Linked DNA regions of Triticum aestivum: region 2 is linked to region 1. Evidence: chromatin contacts called from public Hi-C data. All regions are on one chromosome and are shown on one strand. The core of a region is the stretch at or near the end of the contact, and the rest is flanking DNA. Distances in the headings are between cores, read along the strand shown.

Region 1 (3,224 bases), core at 128-2,627:
CATACTTCATAATTTATAAGGGATGCAGATTTCAACAACAAAAACTATAGGTCTCTCAGTAAAACAGAGAAAAAGAAAAGGTTAATTAATCTACCAGAAAATCATGATGACCAGAACACATTTGCAGAGCATACCGCAATTAATGATTGAGATGTGCATATACATTATACGTTGCTTGAGGAATACTAACGACAAAAAGGATAATTACAAAAAAAAATAGTTTTCCTAGGATTGTGAGCGTAACAGTTAAGTGCTCCCCTGTAATTTTTGGAGCAACAATTTACATATTTTTAGTGCATATGTTGAGAAACATTTGAGATCATTTCTAGCTTTACCATATTACCAGTTGATTGAACGAAATCCTCAAAATTCTTCTCTAGAATTGAAGGATTGGAACGTTAGCAATTCAACAAACAAAGCACATTGCCCAGCATCCGAAATAAGTAGGAACCGGAGAAATAGAGAAGAATCTGAACTGGACAGACAAAGTGAACTTTTGCATAATTATATGTTGGCTGGATGTACTAATACAACGCTACAGGTCGAACCCGCCTTCAGAGTTCAATTACAGTTCGGTCCGGCAGCTTGCACAGCATGTGCATGATAATATGGTGTGTATTTTCAAGCTTGCTCAAACTGACCTTGCACTGCAGACTCGTCCTCTCCTTTGTTTGCTGCATCGCCGAAGAGACAGCCCAGGAAGTGCGACAAAAAGAAAAGTTGTCTGAGAATGAATCACAGTTCTACTTCTCGGAAATTGAATTAACCCCAAATGAGCCATATCCAATTTCTAATCCGTCTGAGAGAGAGCAGGGGTAGGATGGGATGCAGACCATGGCCGGTTAAGGAAGATGGCCGCGACAGACATTCCCGCCTAGCACCGTCGGAGTGCGTCATGGGCGGCGGTGGCGAGGGCCTTGTTGGCCTCCTGCAGCTCCCCCCACCGCCTGCTCCTTCAGGCTCCATGTGTCGCTGTCAGTTGGCCATTGACTCGTCGCTGCAGTTGAGAGAGATTGAAAATACAGCAGGCAATTTATCAAACACCTAGCTGGCACATACGGGATGATAGCATGTCCAATCAAAATCTCTAGCCAAAATAGAACGACACCAAGAGGGCAGAGAAGATGGAAGGCTCACCAGGCCAAGACCGTCCGGCCCGTGGGATGGAGCAGGAAGCAGGTGCAACACACGAAGACATGGGTGATGCGGCGGCAGATCACGGACAGAAGGACGACATTCCACCTGAAAGTCGGCGCCTCCTCTCCAACGACCACCTCGCCCAAATCGATCCTCACCCAAGATGCCAAGCACCGGTGGTTGACCTCCTCCCCCAAATCAGCCCTCCTCTCTCTCTCTCTCTCTCTCTCTCTCTCTCTCTCTCTCTCTCTCTCTCTCTCTCTCTCTCTCTCTCTCTCTCTCTCTCTCTCTCTCTCTCTCTTGAAACACAAAGCACAATGCAAACCAGACGTTGTACGTCGGTTGCGTGAGCTAACGTCAGCTGAAATCACGAGAAAAAAAAACACAAGATCGCTCCCAGTCCCAGGGCTCTATTTCCTGGGAGCTTAGAGCATCTCCAGCCGGCCCTCCAAGAAGCCTCTCAGAAATATATTTTTAGTGCCGGCGCATAAAAAAAGTTTCAATCACGTTCTCATGATCTCACTTTTTGCCGGATGAGTGCAAAAATACAGCCGGCGAGACCAGACGAAACCCACGATCCGGGGGGCAGCTGGGAGGCACCGGTGCTTTTTCTGTTTGAAAGTAATGGCCTATGTCATCATTGACTTTGACAGCCACACTATCTTCAGTAACAAAATTTTGGATCCACTGACGCCTTCTCAACTCATTGTGATGCGTAGATAAAAAGAAGCGCGGTCAACTTGATTGGGGAAAGAGGTACAAGATCATAAGCGAAATCGCTCGAGGCCTACGGTACCTCCACGAAGACTCGCAGCTCAAAGTAGTCCACCGCGACCTTAAGGCGAGCAACATCTTGCTTGACACCAACATGAACCCCAAGATTTCCGACTTCGGCCTCGCGAGGCTCTTCAGGGGAGACCAGACGCAGGGCATCACCAGCCGTGTCGTCGGAACATAGTGAGTAATGATACCGTAACGCACGCAGCAATGCCGCGGCAGATGTTGCTAAACTAATCTTCCCATATAGGCAACTAAACTTCAACGCCATTTTTCTTATTGACCGTCGTCAGTGGTTACATGGCACCGGAGTACGTGTTGCGCGGGAACTACTCGGTCAAGTCGGACGTGTTCAGCTTCGGCGTCATGGTTGTGGAGATCGTGACGGGAAAGAAGAAGAACGACTGCTACACCTCCCGGCTATCGGAAGATCTGCTGACGCTTGTGAGTGATGTTCGTGAACATATTCTGGATAGTTGTCTCAAGATCGTTGCAGCACAACTCTTGACTGATCGCCACGAGCTCAATGATTCAGGTGTGGGAGCAGTGGACGGCCGGGTCGGTATCCGAGGTGATAGACCCGTGCTTGGGCGGTAGCTTGAGACTCCGCGGGCCGGCCGGCGATGTCGTCGGTGGTCATGATGCTCGGCAGCGACACGGTGTCTCTCCAGGCCCCGCCCAAGCCGGTGTTCTACGCCAGGAGAAACGGCTCGGCCACGTCCTCCAGCATGTCCACGGCGTCAGCATAGGGCCCAGTCCTGCAAGTTCAGAATAATGTAGCTGCAGGCTGCAGTTGCCAAAATCTAGCCCCGTCCAGTTTCAGAAAATGTACAGAAGGTCTGTCGTTTCAGAAAATGTACAGAAGGTCTGTTTGGATGAGAAATATTTTTCTTGGAAGTTCCGTAGTTTGCCCCTTAGGAGTTTAATCCAATATTAGGATCAAACAATGGTTTCATCGGTAGGGGTGTCAGACTGAACACTACTTTGTTATAATGTTTGCCAGGTTAGTCCTTGGATGACTTGGAAAAATAAAATACTGGAATCGTGTCAAGTTAGGATTAAGTAAATTGTTCGTTGGTTCACCCAGGATGCGTCCCCAAATGTACAATTTCAAAAAAAAAAATCAAGTAAGGTCGTGATGGGAATGATCATTTTGTGCGGGCTTGTAAACCGGTTTCCCCGGTACTTGGCTGTTTACAATACAGAACTGTACAAGTAGGAGCCTTTGTTCTAGAATTTTCCACATTGGAAAACCTACAAACATATTATATAATCTAAAGTATTGAGTTTGTCTATTTTCTAAATAAGAA
Region 2 (3,575 bases), core at 60-2,559, 150 kb after region 1:
ATCTTTCCCTCATCACTTACTTTTTCAGTTTACCAAGGTTTGTTTTGTCTCAGCTGTCCTACAAACTAATTTATTCCGAGTTCTTTACAGAACTCTGAAGACTGGATTACTTATTTTAGCACAACTGAATCAGACTGTAAAAAGGCCCCTGGCTGGTGTTGACACTCTATAATTATATGCTAGAATCAAATTAAATAATAGAAATTGATCCTGTCCACCTTGAGTTTGTACTTTTTGGTTTCTTCGCAGATCGAACCTCACCGTTTTACCTTCCCGAAAAAATAAAACCTCACTGTTTTTGTCCCTCAATTTTGAAATTACTTCTGGTCTAAAGACTGAATGGTGCAAATAAGATGAAATTATTTCTCCAAGCTCACCTCCTCCGACTGGCGGTGGCGTCACGTTGGCCGGCGCTGGAGATGGAGGTGCCCCCACGGATGGCGCCGGGAGCTGCAGCATAGAAGGCCCGGTGAAGAAGGAATACTGCTCATACCTGTAGTTGCACCGCAATCCAACAACCCTAGCACCCCGCCTCCCTGTTAAGTGCTGAGGGATGTACGTAATGATATCTGCGAGACAGCTCCGGCAATCTGCCGGTGACATATCCGGCCTGCACTGCGCCACACCGTAAATCTTGGGTTTCGCCTTGTCGATCGTCTCGAACCCCTCCTCCCCTGTGCCGAACCGCCTGGAGGAGTCAGCGGCCGCGTAATCCGCGGTGGCGTTCATGAGGACGCTCACGGCGGCTTCGAACACCTTCGCTGGCACGGTCACGTTTTCGCTGTTCACCAGCGTGAGGGCGTTGTTGTCGCCGTCGGTGGCGGAGAGGATGTCTTGGTTGGAGAAGCCAAGGTAGCAGAGGTCGTAGTAGACGGCGGCGACCTTACTGTAGGGGCAGAGCTGCTGCGCGTCCTTGAAGCCGTCGGAGACGCAAGCGCCGCAGGCAGAGGCGTTGGCGTCGCCGCGGCAGAGCGCGAGCGCGTAGACGATGTCCGGAACGGTGCCAAAGCTGTCGGCCGCGAATAGCGTCCGCGACGAGGAGGCGTTCTTGGGAAGGGTGACGGAGAGGGCCCGGATGTTAGCCTGGTAGGTGCTGTTCTGGTCGAAGTTGCCGTTCTTGCCGCAGTTCTGCCACTGGGAAGCGGCCAGCGGCGGGAGGAGGAAGGCAAGGAGGAGGGCAGCGGCGGTGGCGAGGTAGGAGGGGATGCGGCCGCGGTGGTGCGAGGCCATGGCGTTTGGCCGCTTGGGCGAGCCGACGAGCCGACGAGCTAGCGGTGGAAGATGCGTTGGTGGCGAGTGGCGACTCTTCTAAAGCAAGGTGTCGGCCTGTCGGGTGAAGCAGGGTAGAAGAACGCTAGGTTGAGGGGAGTACTGGAGGTGGGGTCTGGTGTTGACTCTTCTGGGGCTGGTTTGACTTGACTACCGTACTGGAGAGTCGTTGGTGGGTCTGAAAATGTGGGGCCACCTATAAATGCTAGCGGGGCCTAGGCACTCAGCCAGCTTCGGTGGCGGCTATCGGCCGTGTCAACTCGGCGACAGCGGTGGAGGACGCGACATGGCCCAGGGAACAACCGAAACGACCGGGGGAGGTACTCCACGTGAGTTTACGTGGCCTGTATGGAAACTTCAGTTCAGTTTTTCATGGTTTCGTAAGTGGAAAAAGATCTACCCTACTAGCGATTTCCGCACGACAAAGTGTCGAGTTAAGTCCTGTCGAACTTGACGGACTTTGCCCTCGCCGTGCGGGTGCATACACTGGTGCGTTTGGAATTCTTCTTCCTGGCATATTTTTCTACCAAATTCCTCCGCTTTATCCGGCACAGTTCCTTTGCTCGAGAGGCATGGTTCTTGCTATCTTTTTTTAAATACGACGAACAAGCACACGTATCATGTATTCGTAGAGAGAAAGAGCAAGATGCCGGTCCACTTTTTACAACCGGGGATTACTCTCCATTCCGCATAAAATCCAAGGGGACTACTCGCTACTAGCCTGCCTCCATAGATCCGCTAAGAACTCCCTTAGTTCCCCTTGAAGAGTTGAAGTAATCCTGGAAGTACCACAACATGCAAGAGCGGATTTGGGACACGCACATGCAGGGCCACCGAGTTTTCCTTGAGTACTTTTTTCCTCAAATGATAACGCCCAATCGTCGGGAATCTGGCATCTCATCCTGAACGGCTTCGTCGCCGTCAATTTATTCCAGCACGAATCACATAATGAATCGACCACGGCCCAGCTCCTCTTAGGCTAACTCCACCGCGCGACCTTAAACGGACGTCCGGATTGACCAGATTTTGTCTCTTTGGAGCGTCGATAGATTCGCACGTATCCGGCTTTGTTAGATGGGTCATGCGTGCGCCCACCGCGCGACCGCACCCCAAATCGTATCCGGGATGGACGTGAATAAAAAAATATAAAAACTAGAATGAAATAACTAAAAAAAAGTAAATAAACACATTTAAAAAAATATAAAACATATATAGGGGTTGGCCACAAACCGGCCCAGTTTCCACTACCACTTAAAAGGCCCAGTTTCATAATTAATATATAAAAACAAAATAAAAAAATGCACCCGCGCACTCCTGCCATGCCCGTCGGTGCCGTGGCCGTCACCGTCTTCACTGGCAGCCGGTGTCGTCGTCGTCGCTGACGAGGTCGACGTAGGCCGGTGGCGTCCACAGGTGGACCGGCGTCCACAGGTGACGGCCGCCATCTACAGCTCCGGGAAGGCGATGTCCCCGGCGGCAGAGAGGGCCATGGTCTCCTCCAGGCCATCCCACTGCCGCTCGTCGTGCGTGTTCATGGAGTCGTCCATGACACGCTGCAGGAGACGGGCCTCCTCCTCCGCAGTCATGCGAGGAGGGGGAGGTGGCGACGGAGACGAGGAAGGTGACGGCGTGGCCGTCAGGCCGCGCACCCGCGTACGCCCGCGCGCCTCTGCACATGGCCTCCGCGGCCCCGACACGGTGTCGGCGAAGTAGGACGCGCGCCGCACGTCGTGCTCGTCCTGGAGCCATGTGTCCCACATCGGGGAGTTGGGGGCATACCTGTGGTCGTAGTACAGGTCGTCGGGGAGGAGGCGGCGGCGGCGCGCGATCTCTTGACGGCGTGCACGGCCGCTCGCCGGGATCGGCACACGATCGGCGGACAGGTGCCAGTTGTTGGGGAGGTGGACGTCGCTCCAGGGGAGCGGCGTCCTCGTCTCCCAATAACGGCGACACACCAAAGCACGGACGTAGTGCCGGTCGCGCTCGCCGGCGGACGTGGGGGTGATGGAGAAAGCCGTCGGCGCGGGGGCCCGGCGTGGTGGTGATGCGGCCTCCTTCTTCCTGGAGCCGGCACGGCGCCCCGACAAGGAGCCGGCCTCGCGGCCGTGCTTCCCCTTACGGTTCCAGAAGCTCATGGCGTCGAGGGTGGCCGGCCGGCGAGCTCGACAAGGGAGGGGGCTAGGGTTTAGCGCGGTCGGGTTTCTAAGAGGCCGCTGGATGGAGTGGAGCAGTGTGGACGACGACCGGTCCACGGGTTCCCCATTTAAGAAGGACGGCGACCTTCCACTGGGCCGATGACAGTTGGG

The links. A called contact is a pair of places that touch in the nucleus more often than the background predicts.
Region 2: a Hi-C map of leaf shows a contact between it and region 1, with 3 times the contacts expected there. The contact joins the promoter of LOC123188388 here to the promoter of LOC123188384 in region 1. A contact is called at or near these places in 2 of 5 Hi-C or Micro-C datasets (leaf and root).

What each region holds. Positions count from the first base shown.
Region 1 is chr2A:207,836,944-207,840,167 of IWGSC CS RefSeq v2.1, forward strand. LOC123188384 reads right to left here and starts at 1,378. Exons shown (of 5, transcript XM_044600470.1): 1 at 1,138-1,378; 2 at 834-997; 3 at 642-674. The coding sequence starts at 868. It also overlaps the pseudogene LOC123191633.
Region 2 is chr2A:207,985,688-207,989,262 of IWGSC CS RefSeq v2.1, forward strand. It overlaps LOC123188388 (cysteine-rich receptor-like protein kinase 6), which reads right to left and starts at 1,310. Exons shown (of 7, transcript XM_044600475.1): 1 at 378-1,310. The coding sequence starts at 1,230.